2 separate regions of the Mus musculus genome follow, and region 1 is linked to region 2. A link is a contact called in public HiChIP or PLAC-seq data. All regions are on one chromosome and are shown on one strand. The core of a region is the stretch at or near the end of the contact, and the rest is flanking DNA. Distances in the headings are between cores, read along the strand shown.

Region 1 (4,478 bases), core at 1,830-4,329, 290 kb after region 2:
CCCCAGTGGGGGGCTGGGGGCGTGGCTCAGTTGTAGATCCCCTGCCTAGAATCTCCCAGTGAGGAGCTGGGGGCGGGGCTCAGTGGTAGAGCCCCAGCCTAGAATCCCCTAGTGAGGGGCTGGGGGCGTGGCTCAGTGGCAGGGCCCCTGCTTAGAATACCCCAGGGAGGGGCTGGGGTGCAGCCCAGTAGTTAAGAGTTTGTATGGCATGGAGAACACTCTGGGCTCAGTTGGTACCAAAAAGAGGAGGGAAACAGTGAGGGTCTGAGACTTCCACCAGCAGCTGGTGGGGGAGCTGGAGGAAGGGTAGCATCCTAACAACCGCTCTGTCGCCAGGATGGTTCAGTCCTCGTGCCCGCCGCTCTCCAGCCCTACCTAGGCACGGACCGGATCACAGCCCCTACCCATGTGCCTCTCCAGTACATCGGCCCCAATCAGCCTCAGAAGCCCAGGCTCCCCGGCCAGTCTGCCACCAGATGACAGCTGTCTGCTCCAGAGGCTGGCGTTCTAGAGACCCCTGATACTTAGAGACTTTCCCCTGTAGCTGGTCCTGATGTCTCTGTAGGTGTCACCTCCCCTCCTGGACTCCTGAGTCTACTGTCCCTTCCCTGCCAGTGAATTATTGTCAGTGATCCCTCTACCATTGAGGCTGTCAGCCAGAGGCACGGCTCAGCCTGTGGGCCGGAAGAAGGCCGTCCCAGCTTCTTCTTCCCACCTCAGTGCGGAGCAGAATGGCCACAATAAATGGTCGTGAGAACAGAGTCTTCTGGATCCATGAGCACAGGAAGTGCTGGCTGACTGCTTTCATTGCTAAATCAATCGTCAAAGAGGCTGTGGCTGCCTAGGGGCTCCCCAGGGATGCCAGGATCTCTCCCTTCCTCTGGAATAAGGCCATCACCCTCTGATGGCTCCCTCAAACTGAGCCAACTTTATCCTTCTCCTCCACTCATGGTCCCCGACTCTGGTGCTGTCCATAGTGTCACACTCATGGCCGCTGACGCAGGCCCCTTTGCCTGCACTAGCTCAACCCTGGTGGATTGTGCTCAGCATCTTGAGCAGCTCCAGCCACCTTCAGGCTGTCCTCCGTGGTTTTCCACCTCCAGTGGGTTAGCAAACCTGAGGTTTCACCTTCAGAATGTTCTAGAATCTGCCAGTTGCCCTCTCCTTCCTCAGCCCTATTCTTTATCTGGCCACTTCCCCCACCCTCCACCCCCACCTGGGTAGTCACAAGAGATTCCCCAGAATTCCAAATGTCACACAGTCACATAAACAAACTCTCTGCAGCTGACAAAATCACACCCCTGCTAGAGCACAGGGCAAATCATAGCTGCTGCAGACAGTCCAAAGCAGCCCCGTGTCCCACACCTGGGATCAAAACAAAAATATGTCCCTATTGCTCTGTTTTTTGTGGTGGTGGTGGTGAGACTCTGTCTTAACATAAGGAGCTGGAGAGGTGGCTCAGCAGTTGAGAGCATCCACCCTCTGCTCTTTCCAAGGACTCAAGTTCAGTGTCCAGTAGCCATGCCTGATGGCCCACACAGTCCAGCTCCAGCTGCTCAGAGGCCCCCCCCCCCCCCGGTCTGGACTCCATGTCACCTGCACTCACATGTGTACATACCCACCGCCACATACACACAAATGTTTTTAAAAAGAACGTTGCAGCCGGGCAGTGGTGGCACATGCCTTTAATCCCAGCACTTTGGAGGCAAAGGCAAGTGGATTTCTGAGTTCGAGGCCAGCCTGGTCTACAGAATGAGTTCCAGGACTACACAGAGAAACCCTGTCTCAAAAACAACAATGGAGTTGGAGAGATCGCTCAGTGGTTAAGAGCACTGACTGCTCTTCTAGAGGTCCTGAGTTCAAATCCCAGCAGCCACATGGTGGCTCACAACCGTCTGTAATGGGATCCAATGCCCTCTTCTGGTGTGACTGAAGACAGCTACAGTGTACTCATATAAGTAAAATAAATAAACTTAAAAAAAAAAAGCCATAAAACTTTCTTTAAAAAACAACAACAACAAAAAAGAGAAGGCTGCAGCTAGCCGAGGCTGTCTCCAGTAAGACCCTGTCTCAAAGAAAGAAAACCAGATTACTGGATATTATCTGTGGTGGCTCACATTTTGTATTCCCAGCATTTTGGAAGCTAAGGCAGGAGGATTGCCACAAATTGGAGGCCAGCCTGGGCTATATAGAAAGACCCTGTCTTTAAGAGGAAAAAAAAAAAAAAAAAGGAAAGGCAGGCAGGCAGGCAGAAGAGTTACTTAGGACTTGGTTGGTGGCTTGTGGAGAAAAGTGCTGTGCTAGCATGACAAGTGCTGTGCTAGCCTGACCTTACTTCAGACCCTTGGAAGCCACACAAAAGCTGTGTGCTCTTGTAACCCAAGCACTAAGTGGATAGTTGGATCCCAGGAGCTTCCTAGTTAACTGTGCTATCCCAAAAGTCTAGCTCCAAGTCAATGAGAGACCCTGTTTCAAAAAATAAAGAGCAACACGGGAAGACACTTGCCATTGACTTCCGGTCTCCACACGTGCATACACCACACCACACAAGCAGTCCTGGCGTGCCATGCAGTCCTGTGAAGTTCCCAGCACCGCCCAAGCACCACCCCTCACATATTTCATCCTCACCCAAAAGCGCTGGAGTGGATTTTCACCAAAATCTAAGAAAGCGTCTTAAGCAATTGTCCCAGCACTGAGCAGCTGGTGGGTTCTGGAGCAGGGACTTGGGCCAGAAGGAACTCCCACCTCTGGGGGAGCAGATTTAGAAGGATCCACTTTCCAGATGAGGAGAAAGAGCCGAGAAAAAGAGAGTTGCCCAGCTCCCACGTGAGTCTCTGAGGAGACCCTCCCCAGCCCGTGCTCCTGAGCCAGAAGCCCAGAGGGGTGCATGCTTAAGTGTCGGTTCCTATGAATAATTGAGGTTCCTAGAGTGCCCCACAGCTGTCCCCTCTCCCTGAGCCGGGGGGGGGGGGTTAATGACGTCATCCCCCCTTGCGGGGGTGGGGGGGGCACTACACCTGGGTTATAAGGCGCTAGCACTGGCTGGCTGCCCGGCAGAAAGGTCCCGGGTCCGGACTCCCCACCATGCTGCTTCGTGTAACCACCTCTGCAGCGCTGCTGCTGCTGCCTCTGCCCCCGCTGCTGGCATTGCTGCTCGGGGCTGGTGAGTCCAGGGCCCACAGAGGGATCGGGTGGCAGGGAAGTACACCTGAGGTCGGGCTATAGGTGGACAGCTGAGGGGTACAAGGGAACAGCACACCTGGCAGGTGCCGGTCCCCGGGCGGGCTGTGGACCGAGGTGCCGGTGGTGGGGGAGGGTGGGAGAGTTGGGATCAGTACCATGAACAGCACCCGTTTTCTCCCATCATAGCCTCTTCAGCTCCATTGATGCCCAGACCCTCCAAGGAGGAGGTGAGCAGACTCCTTTCTTGCCCTCCCCTTCCCGTTGGGTCCCTTCTGCCCAACTTCTCGCTGGATTCCCACCTCTTTTGATCCCGTAGCCACTCTTTTCCCAAATCCCCTGCCCTTGCCCTCTCTCTGACCGTTCATCCTTGCCCCCAGCTAACCCGCTGTCTAGCAGAGGTGGTCATGGAGGTGCTGACACTGGGCCAGGCCCAGCGGGGCCCCTGCACAGCTCTGCTCCACAAAGGTAGGGATGCTCCAGTTGCCCTCAGAACCCCAAGATCCCTTTCCTACCTCCCTACTAGCCCGCAGTGCATGGTGGAAGGGTTCCCTGGCCTGGGTTAGTGTGTGTGGTACTACTCACAGCCCCAACTGTGGTTCAAGAACCTGGTTCCCTTGAAGCTCGCTGCAGGACAGGGACTGAGCAGAGAACATTTGCAGCCCATGGCTCCCCCTCAGTGCTAAGCAGTTCCCTTCATAATGTCAGGAAGGACTCAACTCTCCAGGACAGTTTCCCGAAGAGCATCCTATCTTTTCCCTGCCAGAGATATTTGAGACAGAGCCCCATAGCTGTGTGTCCCCTGAGGAGAAGAAGTTGCTGGGTGAGGACTTCAACCAGCAGGAGTCTGGAAAGATGAGGTCCAGCCAGGAGATAAGGGATGAGGAAGAGGAGGACGAAGCAGAGAGGACCCACAAGTCTGGGGTGCAGGAACAGGCAGTCCACACGAAGCTCCACAGCCAGCTTCACCAGGAGGAAGAAGAGGAGGAAAAGGAAGAAGAGGAGAAGAGCATGCCGGGGAAGACCTCTGAGCATGTGTGGAAGCAACATCCAGAGGGAGGCCTCCAGAAGCGGGTGGCTGAGAAGGCTAGCGATGAGGAGACGGCCCAGTTTCAGGAGGAGGGAAAGGGCATGCAGCTCCTGGGCGGAGGCCGAAATCTGTGGCAGGGGGCCGGGAGGGTCGGAGGAGAGAGGCGTGAAGAGTCCTCGAAGCATAGCCACCACCTGGAGCAGCCTGGCACCAAGGCTAAGCAAGAGGAAGAGGCAGAGGAGGAAGAGGCTTTGGAGCAGGAGGTGAG
Region 2 (4,680 bases), core at 37-2,536:
GCAGTTGGGTGCTCTTACCCACTGAGCCATCTCACCAGCCCCTCATTAAAATTTTTTAAAATTATTTTTTGGGTGGTGGTGGCGCACGCCTTTAATCCCAGTACTCGGGAAGCAGAGGCAGGCGGATCTCTGAGTTTGAGGACAGCTTAGTCTACAGAGGAAGTACTAGGACAGCCAGGGCTACACAGAGAAACCCTGTCTCAAGCAAAGAAAGAAAGAAAGGAAGAAAGAAAGAAAGAAAGAAAGAAAGAAAGAAAGAAAGAAAGAAAGACAGACAGACAGACAGACAGACAGACAGACAAGAAAGAAAGAAAGAAAGAAAGAAAGAAAGAAAGAAAGAAAGGAAGGAAGAAAGGAAGAAAGAAAGAAAGAAGAAAAATTACTTAAGTGTGTCATTTAACATTCTTAAAATTATGCGTGTGTGTGCGTGTGTGCACGTGTGCCATAACATACATATGGCAATCAGAGGACATCTTGTGAGAATCTGTTCTCTCCTTCCACCATGTCTTAGGGGTCAGATTCTGGTTGTTACATTGGTAGCAGGCTCCCTTACCCACTGAGCTATCTGGCCAGCCTTTATTTTATTTTTATTCATTCATTTTTATGGTACTGTTGATTGAACTTAAGGCCTCACATATGCTAGGCAATCCTCCTGTAATAAACCAAGCTCCTCACTGGGGGATTCTAGGCAGGGCCTCTACCACTGAACCACGCCTCCAGCCTCTCACTGGGGGATTCTAGGCAGGGGCTCTACCACTGAGCCACGCCCCCGGCCCCTCACTGGGGGATTCTAAGCTTGTGCTCTACCACTAAGCCACACCCTCATTTCTCTTTCTTTTCAGTCACAGAACTCGATGCTCTGTGGGAGAGATCATTTGCTCTCACCGAGAGCGGCAGAGCTGTCTTTCATATGCTTGAACGCACACTTATTGAATACCTAGTGTTTGCCAGGCAGGGATGGTGGGGAGATGGATGATGCGTTTCTGTCATTTGGATTGTGTGGTTTTTCATCGCTCTTCACTGTTCCTCTCTGATCCATAGCCATAGTGTGGCAGGGTGGGGGAAAGCTCCAGACCCAGTATGTAAGCAGATCTTGGTGGTCGCTTCTCCTCAGTTGGGCAAGGATACTTCTTCCCCGAGGGCCCCAGTTCTATCCTGCATCCTCCTTTGCAGATGCTTGTATAGATAGGATGGCACTGCAGGGGTTAACTTCCTCTCTGCAGCCATGGGCTGAGGTGACATCCAACAAGAAGCCTGCTCAGCTGCTTGCTCTGGTCTGACAGCCAATGAGAGACTCGTGGGCCCAGGCTTTCTTAAGGAGCCAGTGACTGTCCTTGAAAAGGGGGGAGCCCCTAGCAACTGGTTATTTGGGGAGAAGATCCAAGGAAATCCAAGCCTCAAGGAGAAGAAAAGGGAAAGTTACAGCCAAGAAGGGGGACAGGGCAGCTTGAGGTGGGTGGTTTATGGAAAATGAAGAACTTAAGGTGGGGTCTTTTGGGGAGGGTGGGACCTATGCCTGAAGTCCAGATGGCAGGGACCTTCTTGGAGAGGGTCTCAGGACCAGCAGGCAGCAGGCCTGTGGGGCTCTGACAGGTAAGCACGCTCGGAGACAGGGCATGGCTTTTTGGAGGAGGTGGAACTTGTTCTGCATGGTATCAAGCAGAGGAAGGGGCGGTGCTTGTCTCTGGTGAGCCACTAAGAGCCTTGGCAAGAGAGGAGAGCTTGCGCGGTTGGTTGCAGCGCATGCCAGTCAGGGCACACTCCACACTCTGGATTCCCTGAGGCTGGAAGTAGCCCAAACAGACTGTGCCAAGATACGCTCATCAAAAGACACCTAAGTCTGGGAGGGAATGTCCCTAGGGTGGATCTTAGAGGGATGTAGAGGGTGCAGCGGGTGAGATGGCTGAGTGGCTTAAAAGGCACTTTCTACCAAGCCTGTTGACCCGAGACTCGAGTTCAATCCCTGGGTCACATATGGTGGAAGGAGAGAACAGACTCCTGCAAGTTGTCCACTGATCTCATCTTTGCACACACGTATATACACGTTAATCAAAGTAATTTAGATGAGGTCAGGCCAGTTAACAATGATATTGTTGTAGACTAAATGTAATCGAAAAAGAGACAGATGGGCAGATATCCTTGGAGTGGGAGCCCACAGAGTTGCTGGAAACCCTGGATGGGACATTAGCTCACAGTGACATCCTTAGACACCCTGGGCTTTGTTTGGGTGCGTTAACTCATTCATTCCCTGTGCTGTCTCAAGGATATAGGAATTCTCATTGTTCCTGTTAGAGGGAAATGGTACACAGAGAAGTTAAGAAACAGGTGTGTGGTCACAGAGCTAGCAAAGGGCAGAGAGGTGGCTCCCGGGTATTTAACTGAAGGACTTTGCTATGCTATGTACCTTATTTGAGAGGAGGCTATAGCAAAGAACGAAGCCCATGCTTGGCTACAGTTTAGTCAGTTGTAGATAAGTATGTGGAAGGTATGCTTCAGTGAATTGGTTCCTGGAATTCTGGTGGTACAACGAAGAGCGTTCATAGAACAGCCGGTTGCCTCTAGAGGAGCTGTCCCAAGGTGCCTCGAAGGGCTTGTAAGCCAGAGTGCAACTTAGAAGGGCAGTGAGTGGGAATATGTAGCTTAGGTGCTTTGGAAACTGAGCCAGGAGCTGGGGCTGGCCTTGCAGCATGCTCCCTTCCGGAAAGGTAAGAGTGTATCAAAGAGGAGAGTGGAGTGCTTGCAGGAAGTCCTGGATTTGTTCCCTATCACCACAAAAACAAACAAACAAACAAACAAACAAAACCCAGACAAACCAATATGTACACATCTGTAAGCCTGAAATTCCAGCATTCAGGAGGTGGAGGCTGGTTGAAGACCAGGGACTACCAGTCCACCACCCTTAACTCCAATGTCCATCTGAATGGAGGAAGGGCACACAGATTGGGGGGGGGGGGGTGGCCATAGCATTGATCTCCTTAAATGATAGCTGTGTACAGGGAGAGTGAGTGATAATATTCCAAGGTAGAGCAGAGATAGTCCCAGTAGGTGATGCTAAAGTCCGGTGGTTCTGGAGGCGTGGCATATAGATGAGGGGGGTGTGGTCTGGAGCAGTGACGAGAGGCTGGCATTATATTGACTTGAATGGATCCTGTAGTCTGCGTAGACGCCAGTAGCATGGTTTCCCACAGTTAGGGTGTAAAGTGAAGGGACATGGTTAAGAGTGGGGCTAACTGCGTCCTGATTGCACCCCTTTCCACAGGATGATCCCTTCTACCAGCCAGACCTTCCTAGTGAATGACCTGGCGGCTGGCCGCGCCTATGATTTGTGTGTGTTGGCAGTCTATGACGACGGGGCCACCGCTCTGCCGGCTACCAGAGTGGTGGGCTGTGTGCAATTCACCACCGCGGGAGATCCTGCACCATGCCGCCCGCTGAGGGCCCATTTCTTGGGCGGCACCATGATCATCGCCATCGGGGGCGTCATCGTAGCCTCGGTCCTCGTTTTCATCGTTCTGCTCATGATTCGCTACAAGGTGTACGGAGATGGGGACAGCCGCCGCATCAAGGGGACGTCCAGGACGCCCCCTCGGGTCAGCCACGTGTGCTCTCAGACCAACGGCGCAGGTGCGCAGCAGGCCTCCGCCCCACCAGCTCCAGACCGCTACGAGGCGCTGCGGGAGGTGGCTGTCCCTGCGGCCATCGAGGCAAAGGCCATGGAGGCCGAGGCGACTTCCACTGAGCTAGAGGTGGTGCTTGGACGCTCTCTGGGTGGCTCCGCCACCTCGCTGTGCTTGCTGCCCTCCGAGGAAACTTCTGGGGAGGAATCTAGGGCCATGACCGGCCCTCGAAGGAGCCGTTCGGGGGCCTTGGGGCCTCCAACTTCAGCGCCCCCAACGCTAGCTCTGGTTCCTGGGGGAGCCCCGGCCCGACCGAGGCCACAACAACGCTATTCCTTCGACGGGGACTACGGGGCGCTGTTCCAGAGTCACAGTTACCCGCGCCGCGCCCGGCGGACAAAGCGCCACCGGTCCACGCCACACCTGGACGGGGCCGGAGGGGGCGCGGCCGGGGAGGACGGAGACCTGGGGCTGGGCTCCGCCCGGGCACGCCTGGCCTTCACCAGCACCGAATGGATGCTGGAGAGTACCGTGTGAGCGACGGGCGCACGGGCACCGGGACGCCTGTGGGCCGCACTTAGTTGCCCAGCCCGGCCGGATGCAGGGGAGGCTGGAGAGAAGGGACGCGCGAGGGGCGGGGCCGGCCGCCTCGGGATTGGTGGCAGGTCGCCGGCCTCTCCGACTCCACCCCTCTGCCCCGTCCCCCGCGCGCTCGCGGACCTCGCCGGAGCCGGTGCCTTACACAGCGAAGCGCGGGGAGGGGCGGGGCCCCCCCACACTGCAGCACTGAGACACGAGTCCCCTACCCTACCCGGGACCCTGGGGCAGGGGCGAGGGGCCCATTCCTTGTATCTGGCTGGACTAGATCTCTTCTGCCCCGCGGCGGCCTCCAAAGCCTCCAGTCCCCTCACTCAGCCCCATCCCTGGTCCCACCAGTCTGGTTTGGAGGGAGGGGCTTCTCCTTTTTCCCCCCTACGTCCTTGTCTTTCCTGCCCTCTGTCGTCTGTTTTAAGTCCTTCCCTACTTGTCTCCCTTTTTTTCTGTCCCATGGTCGTCTCTTCTC

The links. HiChIP or PLAC-seq counts read pairs in DNA pulled down with a chosen protein or histone mark.
Region 1: an H3K4me3 HiChIP or PLAC-seq map of forebrain shows a contact between it and region 2, with 4 times the contacts expected there. The contact joins the promoter of Ccer2 here to the enhancer-like site in region 2. A contact is called at or near these places in 5 of 39 promoter capture datasets (3T3-L1-derived adipocytes, the SN4741 cell line, embryonic stem cells and 2 more), 1 of 484 Hi-C or Micro-C datasets (embryonic stem cells), 15 of 115 datasets of contacts at active chromatin or transcription factors (the NIH/3T3 cell line, the SCID.adh cell line, bone marrow-derived macrophages and 9 more) and 3 of 9 other capture datasets (adipose tissue, embryonic stem cells and pancreatic islet).

The regions. Positions count from the first base shown.
Region 1 is chr7:28,753,095-28,757,572 of GRCm38.p6, forward strand. It overlaps Ccer2 (coiled-coil glutamate-rich protein 2), which reads left to right and starts at 3,080. Exons shown (of 5, transcript NM_001195091.1): 1 at 3,080-3,163; 2 at 3,370-3,410; 3 at 3,561-3,648; 4 at 3,947-4,473. The coding sequence starts at 3,085. Sars2 (seryl-aminoacyl-tRNA synthetase 2) reads left to right here. Exons shown (of 16, transcript NM_023637.3): 16 at 337-785. The coding sequence ends at 480.
Region 2 is chr7:28,463,330-28,468,009 of GRCm38.p6, forward strand. It overlaps Lrfn1 (leucine rich repeat and fibronectin type III domain containing 1), which reads left to right. Exons shown (of 5, transcript NM_001141921.1): 5 at 3,260-4,219. The coding sequence ends at 4,154. Among named protein-coding and RNA genes, the nearest start is that of Lrfn1, 13 kb to the left of the region's middle. Within about 2 kb of position 1,287, at least 92 of the 459 cell types and tissues checked have an H3K27ac peak or open chromatin away from gene starts, as enhancers often do. A contact at or near this core is called in differentiating embryonic stem cells, embryonic stem cells, forebrain and 1 more, where this site is marked.